Linked DNA regions of Mus musculus: all the other regions are linked to region 2. A link is a contact called in public promoter capture Hi-C data. All regions are on one chromosome and are shown on one strand. Each heading gives the region's core, a stretch centred on a gene start, on an enhancer-like site or on the middle of the called end of the contact. The rest is flanking DNA. Distances are from core to core; before and after follow the strand shown. Region 1 holds the start of Golph3 (golgi phosphoprotein 3). Region 2 holds the start of Adamts12 (a disintegrin-like and metallopeptidase (reprolysin type) with thrombospondin type 1 motif, 12). Region 3 holds the start of Zfr (zinc finger RNA binding protein).

The links. Promoter capture Hi-C pulls out the DNA fragments that hold promoters and counts their contacts.
Region 1: a contact with region 2 is called in a promoter capture Hi-C map of the 3T3-L1 cell line, with 3 times the contacts expected there. The contact joins the promoter of Golph3 here to the promoter of Adamts12 in region 2. A contact is called at or near these places in 2 of 39 promoter capture datasets (the 3T3-L1 cell line and hippocampal neurons).
Region 3: a promoter capture Hi-C map of liver shows a contact between it and region 2, with 5 times the contacts expected there. The contact joins the promoter of Zfr here to the promoter of Adamts12 in region 2. A contact is called at or near these places in 3 of 39 promoter capture datasets (the 3T3-L1 cell line and liver) and 1 of 115 datasets of contacts at active chromatin or transcription factors (astrocytes).

The regions. Positions count from the first base shown.
Region 1 is chr15:12,318,987-12,322,973 of GRCm38.p6, forward strand. It overlaps Golph3 (golgi phosphoprotein 3), which reads left to right and starts at 2,510. Exons shown (of 4, transcript NM_025673.2): 1 at 2,510-2,970. The coding sequence starts at 2,746. Gm52210 (a long non-coding RNA gene) reads right to left here and starts at 1,592. Exons shown (of 2, transcript XR_003951630.1): 1 at 915-1,592; 2 at 1-747.
Region 2 is chr15:11,062,399-11,066,223 of GRCm38.p6, forward strand. It overlaps Adamts12 (a disintegrin-like and metallopeptidase (reprolysin type) with thrombospondin type 1 motif, 12), which reads left to right and starts at 2,375. Exons shown (of 24, transcript NM_175501.3): 1 at 2,375-2,759. The coding sequence starts at 2,633.
Region 3 is chr15:12,115,878-12,119,307 of GRCm38.p6, forward strand. Zfr (zinc finger RNA binding protein) reads left to right here and starts at 1,974. Exons shown (of 20, transcript NM_011767.2): 1 at 1,974-2,070; 2 at 2,362-2,461. The coding sequence starts at 2,034.

The DNA.
Region 1 (3,987 bases), core at 1,260-3,759, 1.3 Mb after region 2:
GCCAGCTCTCCTGTGCCCACACCACCAGGGCCAGCTCTACCACGTTACCCCCGTGAGCTCCTGTCTGTCCTCCCCAATGCTGCAGCCAGCGAGGGGTGGGACCAGCTACCCCTAGGAATATTTGTTTCTTAAATCTTCCTCTCCTTGCTCCTCCTTTTCCTTCCTGCTTTTCTTTTTCCTTTCCTCTCCTTTTCCTTTCTTTTCTCTTACTGGGTATGTTAGGAAATCTAATTGGTGAGGAGGGTGCCTTTGGCAGACCCATGTAAAAGGGTGCCCCTGAGAAATTCCACCACACAGACCTGGTGTGAAAGATATTCAGGGAAGAGAGTGGAGTGAGAGCCTGGGAAAGCAGAAGAGGCAGGCAAGTGGGTATGTAGACATGCAGACAGATGGCACGAGGGCAGAGAAAAGGGTGGGGGGCGGGGGAGAGAAAGAGAGGTGTATTATCTACATGGAAAAATTAATGGAGAAATAACAGGAAAACAGGAAAATAAAAAGAAGCAAAATTATTATAAAATTTGAATTGGAAAAATCACGTACCGGCAAGTGAATAGATAGAACCAGATATGGATGGGGGTGGAGTGGGGGGTGGGGGTGGGAATCAAGATGTCTACCGCTGGAAGTTTAAGCCACATTCAAGGTGAAGGTGATGAGGATTCACATTTAAAACAACTGCAGCTGGGTGCTGCTGGTGCTCGCCTTTAGTCCCAGCTTGTGGCAGAGGCAGGATAAACCCTGTTTCCAAAACTAAAAAACAAACAAACAAAAAGCCCTCAAAACCAAAGCAAATAACAAATTGTGATCATTCCTTAGGTACTGCTCCTATCTCATCTATCTATCTATCTATCTATCTATCTATCTATCTATCTATCTATCTATCTATCTAGTGTGTGTTTTATGTCTGCTGTTCTTACCTGTTCATGAACTTGTAGAGGCCAGACGTTGACCTCAGGCATCCTCTTTAACTGTTTCACAGGCTTCCAGGATCTGTCTTTCTTAGCTTCCTAAGGCTGCTATTACAGGAATGTACTTGGTGCTCATGAGTGCTGGGATTTGAACTTTGGTCCTCACGCTAGCTCAGCAAGCTGTTGACCCACTGAGCCATTCGCTGGGCCCTCACACTGTTTCTGAGGCAAGGCTTCTTATTGGGACCTAGGCACTTACCCATTTGCTTGCCCATGTGGCGAGGCTCACTGGCAAGGAAGCCTCCAGGAATCTGCCTCTGCCTCCCAGATGCCAGTTTCTAATTTGTCCTCAAGTACTGTGCCCACTGACTACCTCCCCAACGAAGCTTCACATCTTACCCCATTTAAAAAAAAAAAAAAATCTCCGCAGGGACAGGAGCAACTAGCCGAACAGGCAGAGCCTGTACGCACAGCTTTGTGCTTTTTGGATTTAACCTTCTGAGTTAAATAACCATTTAATTTACAAAGGACATTTAAAGTCAGTTGGCAAAGAATGACCAGAAAGGTGAAGGAACAAAAAGGTGACGTGAATGGGAGAAACTGGCTGAGGACACATTTTTTTTTTTTTTTTTTTTTCAGGAAAAAGGGAAGGTAGCTTGGGGCTGTGGGTGGGAGGACCTACTGGGACTTACTGTCCCCGTAGGAGTTGAGACAACGTATTTGGGCGCGGGGAATATTCTGTCTAAACCTGGCTTACTCACTGCGTATGGTTACTGTTTATTTTAAATAATACTGGACAGACCTACGATACCGTTTTTGGATAATGTTTTCTCATAAGACCCGCCCTTCTACTTCTCCAAACCCTTCTCAGGTTTGGCAGTTTTTCCTTTAACTTGATTTGCACAAACTGCCAAAGGGATTGAACCTAGTAATTACATCGAAAATAGATTTAGGGCTACAAAGACGTGGCATGAAACTCAAGAGGTTTACTGTCGCTATAAAAGAATCCTAAGGTCGGCTGTCCTAACAGTACAGTGCGCCCTGACCACTTTACAGCCGCAGTCGGAGGTAGGAAAGTTTTACAAACACAATTCGTCAATTTGTTTAACCTCTCTACGCCAGAGCACAGTACATGAACAGCTTTAAACGCCCGAGTGTAGATGACTCCTTTTGAAACTCGGGAGTTTCACAGGCGAAGAGCCAAGTCCTCCCCGTAGGTAGTGAGGACCCGGGCTATAGTGGCTGATCCCCAGGGATGCTGAGGTCTCAGTGGGGTCCGCCCTAGCCTGGCCTCGGCTTCTGGGATCCAGGAGAGATCTCACTGGTCGCTGGCGCCAGGCCGGACCTTTAGAGTGAACTGAGAGGCGGATGAAAGCCGGGCAGGTCACCGATCGCAAACCTTTCGTCTCCAGACTCAGGGCCACTAGCGAGTCCAGAAGCTCAAGTGTCCGCCGAAGTGGGAGGCGGCTAGCCACGCCCCCCGCTCGCGCCGCTTCCGGCACCCCGGCCCCGCCCCGCGCCGGCGCTGCCACATCCTCCGGTGACGTCAGCGCGCGCCGCCATATTGGGAAGCGCCACCGCCGCCGCCGCCTCCGCTCGGGCTCCTGGGCTGTGTGGGGGGCCACAGCCGCGGGCTGAAGGCTCCCTTGTGTACCCCATCGACGCCCGGCCCGCCGGCTTCGCCCAGCTCCGGCTCCTCATGACCGCCTTCGGCCCCGCAGCCCACGGACATCGCCCCAGCTCCAAGAATTAACACGGAAGCTCCCGGGGCCGGGGCCGTGAGGGAGAGCCGGCCGGTCCCGCGTCCCTGTCGGTCCGGCGCGGCTCTTGTGCGGGAGCCATGACCTCGCTGACCCAGCGGAGCTCGGGCCTGGTGCAGCGGCGCACCGAGGCCTCCCGGAACGCTGCCGACAAGGAGCGGGCGGCGGGAGGCGGCGGCGGCAGCGGCGAGGACGAGGCGCAGAGCCGCCGCGACGAGCAGGACGACGACGACAAGGGCGACTCCAAGGAAACGCGGCTGACCCTGATGGAGGAGGTGCTCCTGCTGGGCCTCAAGGACCGAGAGGTGCGGGCGCCGCGGCCCCGGCCGGGGTGGCAGCCGGGGTGGCAGCGGGACCCGGGTGGCTCCAGGTGGGGCCCGGGTGGGCGCTGGCCGAGGCCTCACCTGTCCCTGCTTCCGGAGCCCCGCGCCCCTGAGCGCCCTCTCGTCCCAAGGAGTGTGGGAGTCAGCCCTCTCCGGCTGCGCTCCGAGTGCTCCCGATCCTCCCGGTACCAAGTGCTCGCTTGGGTTTTCCCGTCCTCTGCTCACAAGCACTCTTAGTTCCGAAGTCTTGGCGATCTTTGCGTTTCTTCTTCTTCGCCGTCTGCCGCAAATAATGGCAACTCCAACCCAAGACTGTTGAGATCTAAAGACTCGGGGCTACCGCGGCTCCCAAGTATTGAGTTTTTGCAGGTTTTAAGACCCGGGAGAGGTTCGCGGATCTACTTGCTGTCGGCCCTCTTTCTTATGTAAAACTTGAGTTGCGGCGCGCGGTTAAGAAATTAGCAAAGTTGTTTTTACTGGGTATTGTTTTAAAAAGTCAATACTAAGTTGATATAAAACCTAGGAAGTTACTTTTTGGATGAACTTGGTTTGAGCGAGCGATGAGTTAGTTTTGCGGTTAGATCTGCTGTCGTCCTTTCCGTTTTGCCATTTTAAGGGAGGGCTTGTGAAGAGCTGGGAGGAATACCAAGTTTGCGCTTTGATGAAAGACTGCAAAGATTTAGGTAGGCTTAAGTTGTGTTCTGACGTTTGGAAAGGTCACCCCAGATATTTAGGAATTTCACACATATAAGTTGAAAAAGTGCAAGTGTCCGTCTTTTAAATGTCTGGATTCTGTAGTTAATGTTTGATTGATTTTATTAATACCCATCCATCTCTAAAGATGATTATTTTTAAGGGCAGACTTGCAGGATTGGATGTTTCATAAATCATGTATGATGAGGTGGCCCGGAAGTTTGTTTCGTTTCAGTGTGGAAACTCTAGACAACACATTTTGAGAGTCAGACAGAAAGGTATTGGATCTTGTTTTTAAATACGTTT
Region 2 (3,825 bases), core at 1,125-3,624:
GAAGAAGAGAGAGAGGAGTAAAAGGTATGTGTATATGTGTATGAGGGGTGTGTGTATGTGTGTGTGTGTGTGTGTGTGTGTGTGAGAGAGAGAGAGAGAGAGAGAGAGAGAGAGAGAGAGAGAGAGAGAGAGAACTAAGAGAATATGCAACACAGAGATCAGCTCAAAGTGTTTTTAAATGACCTCATAAATGCATATCTGGCAGCTAATGGTGCCTACTAAATTTCATCGATTTTGGCTCAGGATGTGAACTTGCTACCTTCTATATGTGATAGGAATAGAGGGTAGGTGACTCAGTTCCCTGTCTTCCTTATCATGACATACTATGTCATAACTACTACATCATGGCTATACTACATGGCCAGGAGAGCTGAAGGTTGCAGGTAGAATCAGAGATGTTAGTCAACTCCAGAGACGATCCCTGATGAGGGTGATGGGAAGTGTTCTTGGAAAGGCCGACGAGGGGGAAAATAGAAAAGAGACAGAGAAACATTACATGGGCAAGAGTCAACCAGCCATTGCTGGCTTCGAAGATGGGGAAGAAGAGCTGGGAGCTAGAGAATTCCAGGAGGTTGAAGCTGAAAGAGGCCAGAGAATAGATTTTAAGACAGCCAGAAAGGAATGCAGCTTCTTGATTTCAGCCCAGTGAATTCTGTTGCAGATCTTCAGAACTTAAGACAATAAATCTGTGTTGTTTTAAGACAGTAAGTTTGTAAATTTCCACTAGCAAAACACAGGAGCCAGTGTCCCTCAGAAAGTCTTGATAGCTATGTTTCCCAGTGTGGAGTCCTTTGGGCTTTCCATCTAGGGCCTTGCATTTTGGGTCCCTGGGGATGGTGTGGCTGCCCTGACCCAATGCAAGATCACCTAGTAGCCAGACATCTTGCTGAAGGTGTGTGATTGGCTGTCAGCCAAAGAGCCCTCCATACATGAGGCCAAATTCCTTCTGAATGGAATAAGGGCGGCGGGGGGGCTGGGGGGTGGGGGGTGTTTGTTTCAACCCAGAGGTAAAGAATTTTGGCTGGGTTATCCTGGATCATTCTCAAGATGCCTGGTAACTCCTGCTCTGTGACATTCTCTCAATGAGGAGAAAGTGAGTATCTGAATGGATACTCCAAACACACACACATACACACACACACACACACACACACACACACACACACCACACATACCACACACACATACACACCACACACACACACATACACACCACACACACATATACATACATACACACACACACACCACACACACACACCACACACACATACCACACACACATACACACACACATATACACACACACACCACACACACACCACACACACACATACACACATATACACACACACACCACACACATACACACACATACACACACACATACACACACACACACCACACACACACATACACACACACACATACACACACATACACACACACATACACACATACATACACATACACACCACACACACACATACACACACCACACACACATACATACACACACACCACACACATACACACACATACACACACACACACCACACACACACACATACACACCACACACACATACACACACACACTCATACACACACATATACACACACACACTCATACACACACACACACACACACACACACACACACACACACACACACACACACACTGCTGCAGCTGCCACTGCCTATGCTCAAGGCCTTCCCCTGTTGGGGCTGAAATCTTTCTGCATGTTGCTAGTGTGCTGCTGGTGGAGGTATTACAGAGAGAGGGTAGGATTTGAAAAGAAAGCAGGCACTGACCTATAGCCACAGAAGGCCTCTCAAGCATTTGATCCACGTACCCCTTCCTGCAGAGGAAGAGACTTGTCCAGGGTCAAGACAGCAGATTAGCTTGGATCATTTCCTGTGTGACTTGGCAAAGAGAAAAAAATTGCTTATTAGTTGTTAAGTGGAAATCTTAGCCTGCCCTGGAAGAAGAGCACAGAGGTTGCTAGAGGGTGGGGAGTCTTGACAGAATAGGGTACATTCAGGGTCTGGGAGGAGCTAAGAAGGATGCTGAGTAGGGTCCCCTCTGGCCCATAACTCACTATTTGTAAGTACATTTCATCCTGTGTAAAGGAGATGGGGGGGGGGGCGTGTTGTCCTAGGAGCCTCTGACGGCTCTTACTCTAGTTTCTTCCTGGCCAGCTGTCTAGGGTCTCCCCTATTTGGCCCGCATGCCCAGGCTCTGAGCCCGGAGGGAGGAGCTTGAGGGAGGAGGGCGTCCCCAAGGAAAATGTGTTAGCTGGCTGGAGGCCTGTCGGGTGGGGAAGCAGAGGGGTGGGGATCTGGGGTGGGCTGAGCCCCTTGGCTCTGACCCAGTCCATGCTCTGGCCCGCAGGAAGAAGAAGCTGTCAGCTCATTCACTCCCCTTTCAGGACAGGGAGAGAATAAAAGCTCTCTGGTCCCATCGGCTTCAAAAAGCCACTAGAGCCTCCTGGTCAGCTTGCGGGCCGCTCCCTTCCCATGCTTGGACCATGTTCTCGGGCGTCTTTCTGTGCGGACACAGGCGAGGACTGGATATCTGCAGCTGAGAGCTAAAACTTTTAAAACTTTTCTTCTCCCCAACAACTGAACCATGCCATGTGCTCGGGGGAGCTGGCTGGCCAAGCTCTCGATCGTGGCTCAGCTTATTAATTTTGGGGCTTTTTGCCACGGGAGACAAACTCAGCCCTGGCCGGTTCGCTTCCCAGACCCGAGGCAAGGTTAGTGGCTTTTCTTTATTTGTTTTTCTAACAGTGGAGTAGGACAGTGGAACTTGGTCTGTTCCCTTCCCCCACCAGGCAGGGCTGAACTCTAAGCCTTCTGGCCTGTCTAAGGAAAACTGCTGTGTGCTCAGGCTCGGATTTCCTTCTCTCCTAGGGCTTAAGGGTGCACACTCAGGGGTGACACCCTGCTTGGAAAGACCCAAGAGTACGCTCGCTCCCCGAGCCCCTCCCCTCCACTTTCCGCTTCCCCCCTTTGCAGACTGTGACATGGGAAATTATTTTTAATAAAGAGACCCAGCTGGTCACGGACAGTCATGGCAAATGTTTCCTTCATTTAAAACTTCATTTTAAGTCTGGAAGGTAGAAATTTTATTCTGGCCTCCTGCTGAGCACACTTGGCTGTGTTTTGGTTTCCTGGAAAGATTTAGGGTTTTGTTTTTTTCAAATGACATTCCTACTGGGGAGAAATTTGCCTCCTGGGGACTCCCGGTTGTCTGTCTTGCTTTGCAGAGTTCCAGGACAGCCAGGGCTACACAGAGAAACCCTGTCTCGAAAAAAAAAAAAAAAAAAGACTTTTCTCTGTCTAAATTTAGTGACGCATGCGTGTATTCTGAAAGAAAGCACTGGGAGACCGTGAAGATGGTTTATATTGGAATTCACTCCTCCTATTAGTATTGTTGTGGGGTCGTCATCATCTTCATCCGTAATGCCCAGGCCAAAGTGGTGCCGTTGCCTTTGTTTGTTTGTTTGTTTGAAATTGAACCTAGAAGAGTTTCATGTTCAGAGAGGACTACAACTTCAAGGTGTTGTCAGAGCAGGGGGGCTGGGAGGCTTGGAGAGATGGGGAGTGTATGAGCTCCGGGATGGCCTGCCAGCCCCTCCCACTACTGACAATGTCCTTCTGGGGTTCTGGTACTATGGCTACCATGCCTAGTTTACAAATGGGGACACTGGAACTTGGGGACCTTATGAGCTTAACTATGAAGCACATTCTTGAGCCAGGTATCCTACTTAAAATCATGCAGCCATAGAATGATAGCAATAGCAGGGATAATGTGCGCGC
Region 3 (3,430 bases), core at 724-3,223, 1.1 Mb after region 2:
CTGCTTAGCTAGCCTAGAGACTTCATTGTTCCGTGAAGTTCAAGGCAAGTCACCTTTTCAACACAGTTCTAATGCCCCATATGTAGGAGATTTTTTTCCCCCTTAGCAACACAATTGGGAACCATCAGTGTTCTCGAAAACAATGACACTGATTTTCCCCCAAAGCCCTACATTTTCCCTTTGAAATGAGAAAAAAGACAAACCAGGCAGGTTCTCAGAACCTGTACTGTTGTAGGAGGTGTGGGGGTTGACGCCAGTGGGGACTGAGGCAATGTTTGCCTTAGGTAGACTAAAGCGCTGATTTCCACGGGTGAGTTCTGATTCACTCTGACTGTTTTAAGGCTCATCAGACTTAAGAGATAAGCAGCAGGGGGCTGCTGGATGGCCACGAGGCAGGTGAGAGGTGAGGTGCAGCGCTTCCTAGGCCTTGGTGGAGGCAGGGTAAGAGCAAGACGACAGAAATCAGTCCAGGAGTGGCTGGGAGAGGGGATGGAAGGGGAGGGAGAGCCCAGCGGAAGCAGTATAGTGAGTGCCAGGTCTCCAGGTCAGCCAGCAAGACCCTAACTAAAGGAGAAAGAGAGAGAGAGAAGAGAGAGAGAGAGAGAGAGAGAGAGAGAGAGAGAGAGAACGATCGCTAGCTCAGGTCATCTCAGCTCCATCCCTAGCAGTAGAAAAGAAATGGGCGGGGGGGGGGGGGGTGGAGGTGGGGGAGGTGTGACTGAAAATGGCCTGAGACAATACAGAGATAACACTAAAGCATCTGTAATGAAGACACAGTTGCATGCAGTAAAGAACTATTTATAAAGTATTGATCCTGACCCAGGGAGACCTGGCACTCTTTTGAAGCTCAGGTAAGGAGTGAATAGGTGGGTAGTTTCTATTTTGAAACACTGTCTCCCTCTGTAGTGTAGGCAGGTCTAGAACTCTGGGAAATCCTCCTGTCTCAGCCTCTCCAATGATGGGATTTATAGGTGTATGCCCCTCTACCCAGGAAATCTAAGACTCTCACAAAGACATTTGAACTGGTCATCCCCGCACTCAGTTCTAGCCAGAGTGACTTCCTTGATACTCTATAGACTTCTCCACTGCCCTTCCTCCAGGTAGCTACCTGGGTGGTTTTCTTGCTTCTGTCAGGTCTCTATTCCAGGGCTTGCCCTAACCGCCCGAACTCCCCTTATCTTCATTGTCCTGTTTTTATTCCTAATACTCCAGTCCCACCCACCACATTTTCTATGTTTTTGGCTCTAGTGTGTCATAAGACTTCCCAGAACAAAAATTCCATGTGAACAGGGATTTTGTTTTGCTCCTACAACATGTCACGTTTCGTTTCTGGCATCTACAACGCCCAACACCTTGTTGGGGGCCGCCAACATGACCCTGAAAGGCTCCTTGTCTGTGAGGTGGGGCGGGGTCTTGGCAAAATGTGTGACCCCTGTGACAGGCAGGGTTCTGGGCAGATGCTTGGTGCAGCACTTCCTCTGCTCTTTTCCCCCCCATCGTTGTCTCCTCCCCTTTCCAAAGGCCAGTGACAAGCAACAGGAATTAGGCCAGCTCAAATGTTAATGGAAATTAAAGGAGAGAGGAGGGCTGAAAGAGAGAACAAACGCAGCCGCAAAAGTAAAGGAAACCGGTGAAAAAGTAAGGCGGCGAAAAGGCCAACAGACGTCACGCTATCTGGTCACGCTGCCCGACTCCCCCGCGGCCGAGCGAGGCGCTCTTCCTCCGCCTTGTAGCCTCCCTGCAGCGGGTGCGAGTCACCATCGCTTAGGATAAGGCCGGGCCCGTAGTCCCACGAGAGAACCCCACATCCGCACCCCAGAAATCCGCTCCTCGGGGGGCCCTGCGCCAGCCCCCGGGTGGGGGGTGGGGGGGTTGGCGCGGGGCGTAAGGACTACATCTCCCAGGATGCATCGCACTAGCGCGCTTGCGCGGTGCGGCCGGCGGCGGCGGTCTGTTCTCCGCTGAGGAGGAGTGGGGCAGAGGAGGGAGGCAGCGGGTGAGAGTTCAGAGTTCAGCAGCAGCAGCCCGAGCCCATGATTCCCATATGCCCTGTAGTTTCTTTCACCTATGGTGAGTCTAAATGTGGCCCGTGGAGGCCTCTGCCATGCCCTGCCCCGGCCCTGGGCGGCGGGTAGGCGCGGGGGTTGGGGCCAGCTCCGGGGAGGAGGCGGCGGCCGCCACCCGGGCGTGCGAGTGAGTGAGGGAGTGCGGGGAGGGAGGCGGACGGCGGCGCGGCCGCGGTCCCCGCCGGCCAGGGCGGCTTCTCACGGCCCCTTTTCTCTCCCTTGCCATCCCTCGGCACCCCGACCCCTTGACGGCTGCCCTCCCGCCATGGGACCTGACTCTCCGTGCCCGCCGCAGTGCCCAGCCGGCTGGGGGAAGATGCCAAAATGGCGACCGGCAACTACTTTGGATTCACCCACAGCGGGGCGGCGGCGGCGGCGGCTGCGGCCCAGTATAGGTAACGGCTCCCCGCCTTCTCCCTTTTTCCTCTTCCCTCCGCGCCCCGCGGTCCGGCTCCCGCCGACGCTCCGGCCCCGCGGCCGCATCCGCCCCCGCCCCCGCCGCACCGCCCCGAGAGCCCGGGTCCCCGCGGCAGGCGCGGCCGGGAGCCCCCCGCACCCTCCCCACACCCGCCCTTCCCTGCCGTGTCGCACTCGGCCTCCGGCTCCGGCGGACAGCGGCCCCCGGAGGGGCCGAGACGGGGGAGGGATGACTGCGGAGGGGTTGGGGACGTGGAGGGCCTTGGACGGCCCCGGAGGTAAAATGGCCTCCCGCGGCCTTGGAGCGGAGCCGAGCCGCCCGCTGCGGCCCCTCGGCTTCCCGGGTCCCCGCCTCCACCCTGTCACCCCCCCACCTCTTATCTTCCCTTTGGCTCGGGGAATGGAGAGAGAGTGAGCCGAGGGGCCTCGCGCGGAGTGCGGAGTCAGCGGCCTCTACCGCGACGCCCCCGGAGCCCAGATCACACAGCAGGTCTTTGTCGGTACCTTCCCTTGGCCCTGGGTCCCCGACGCCACCAACCACCCCCCTGCCCCCAGCCCCTCAGATTAACTGCCACTTTGCCAGCGTCATCGCCTCCATCTCATTCCCTTTGGGTTTTCTTGCTCGCGGAGATGTTAATATGCCAACCACCTGTGAATCGTTTAGCTGTTAGACCGAAAAAGATGTGCGAAGTTCCTAGGGTAGATGATGCGTGTGTAGCCTTTGGAGCCATTGAGGACGGCTCCAAGTGGACCGGTGGTTCTCCTTTGAGGTCTTCCCCCCTGCCCCTCGCCCCGCCCGGGGAAAAAGAAAATGCCAGTGACTGTATACCGAGTAGTTGTGGTGCCTGGGATGAATCCTCTACCTCCAGATAGCTGTCATTGCTAAAGTAGCTGTAATTCCTTATACATCTTATCGCAGAAACAAGAGGCAAAACCCTGTATTTATT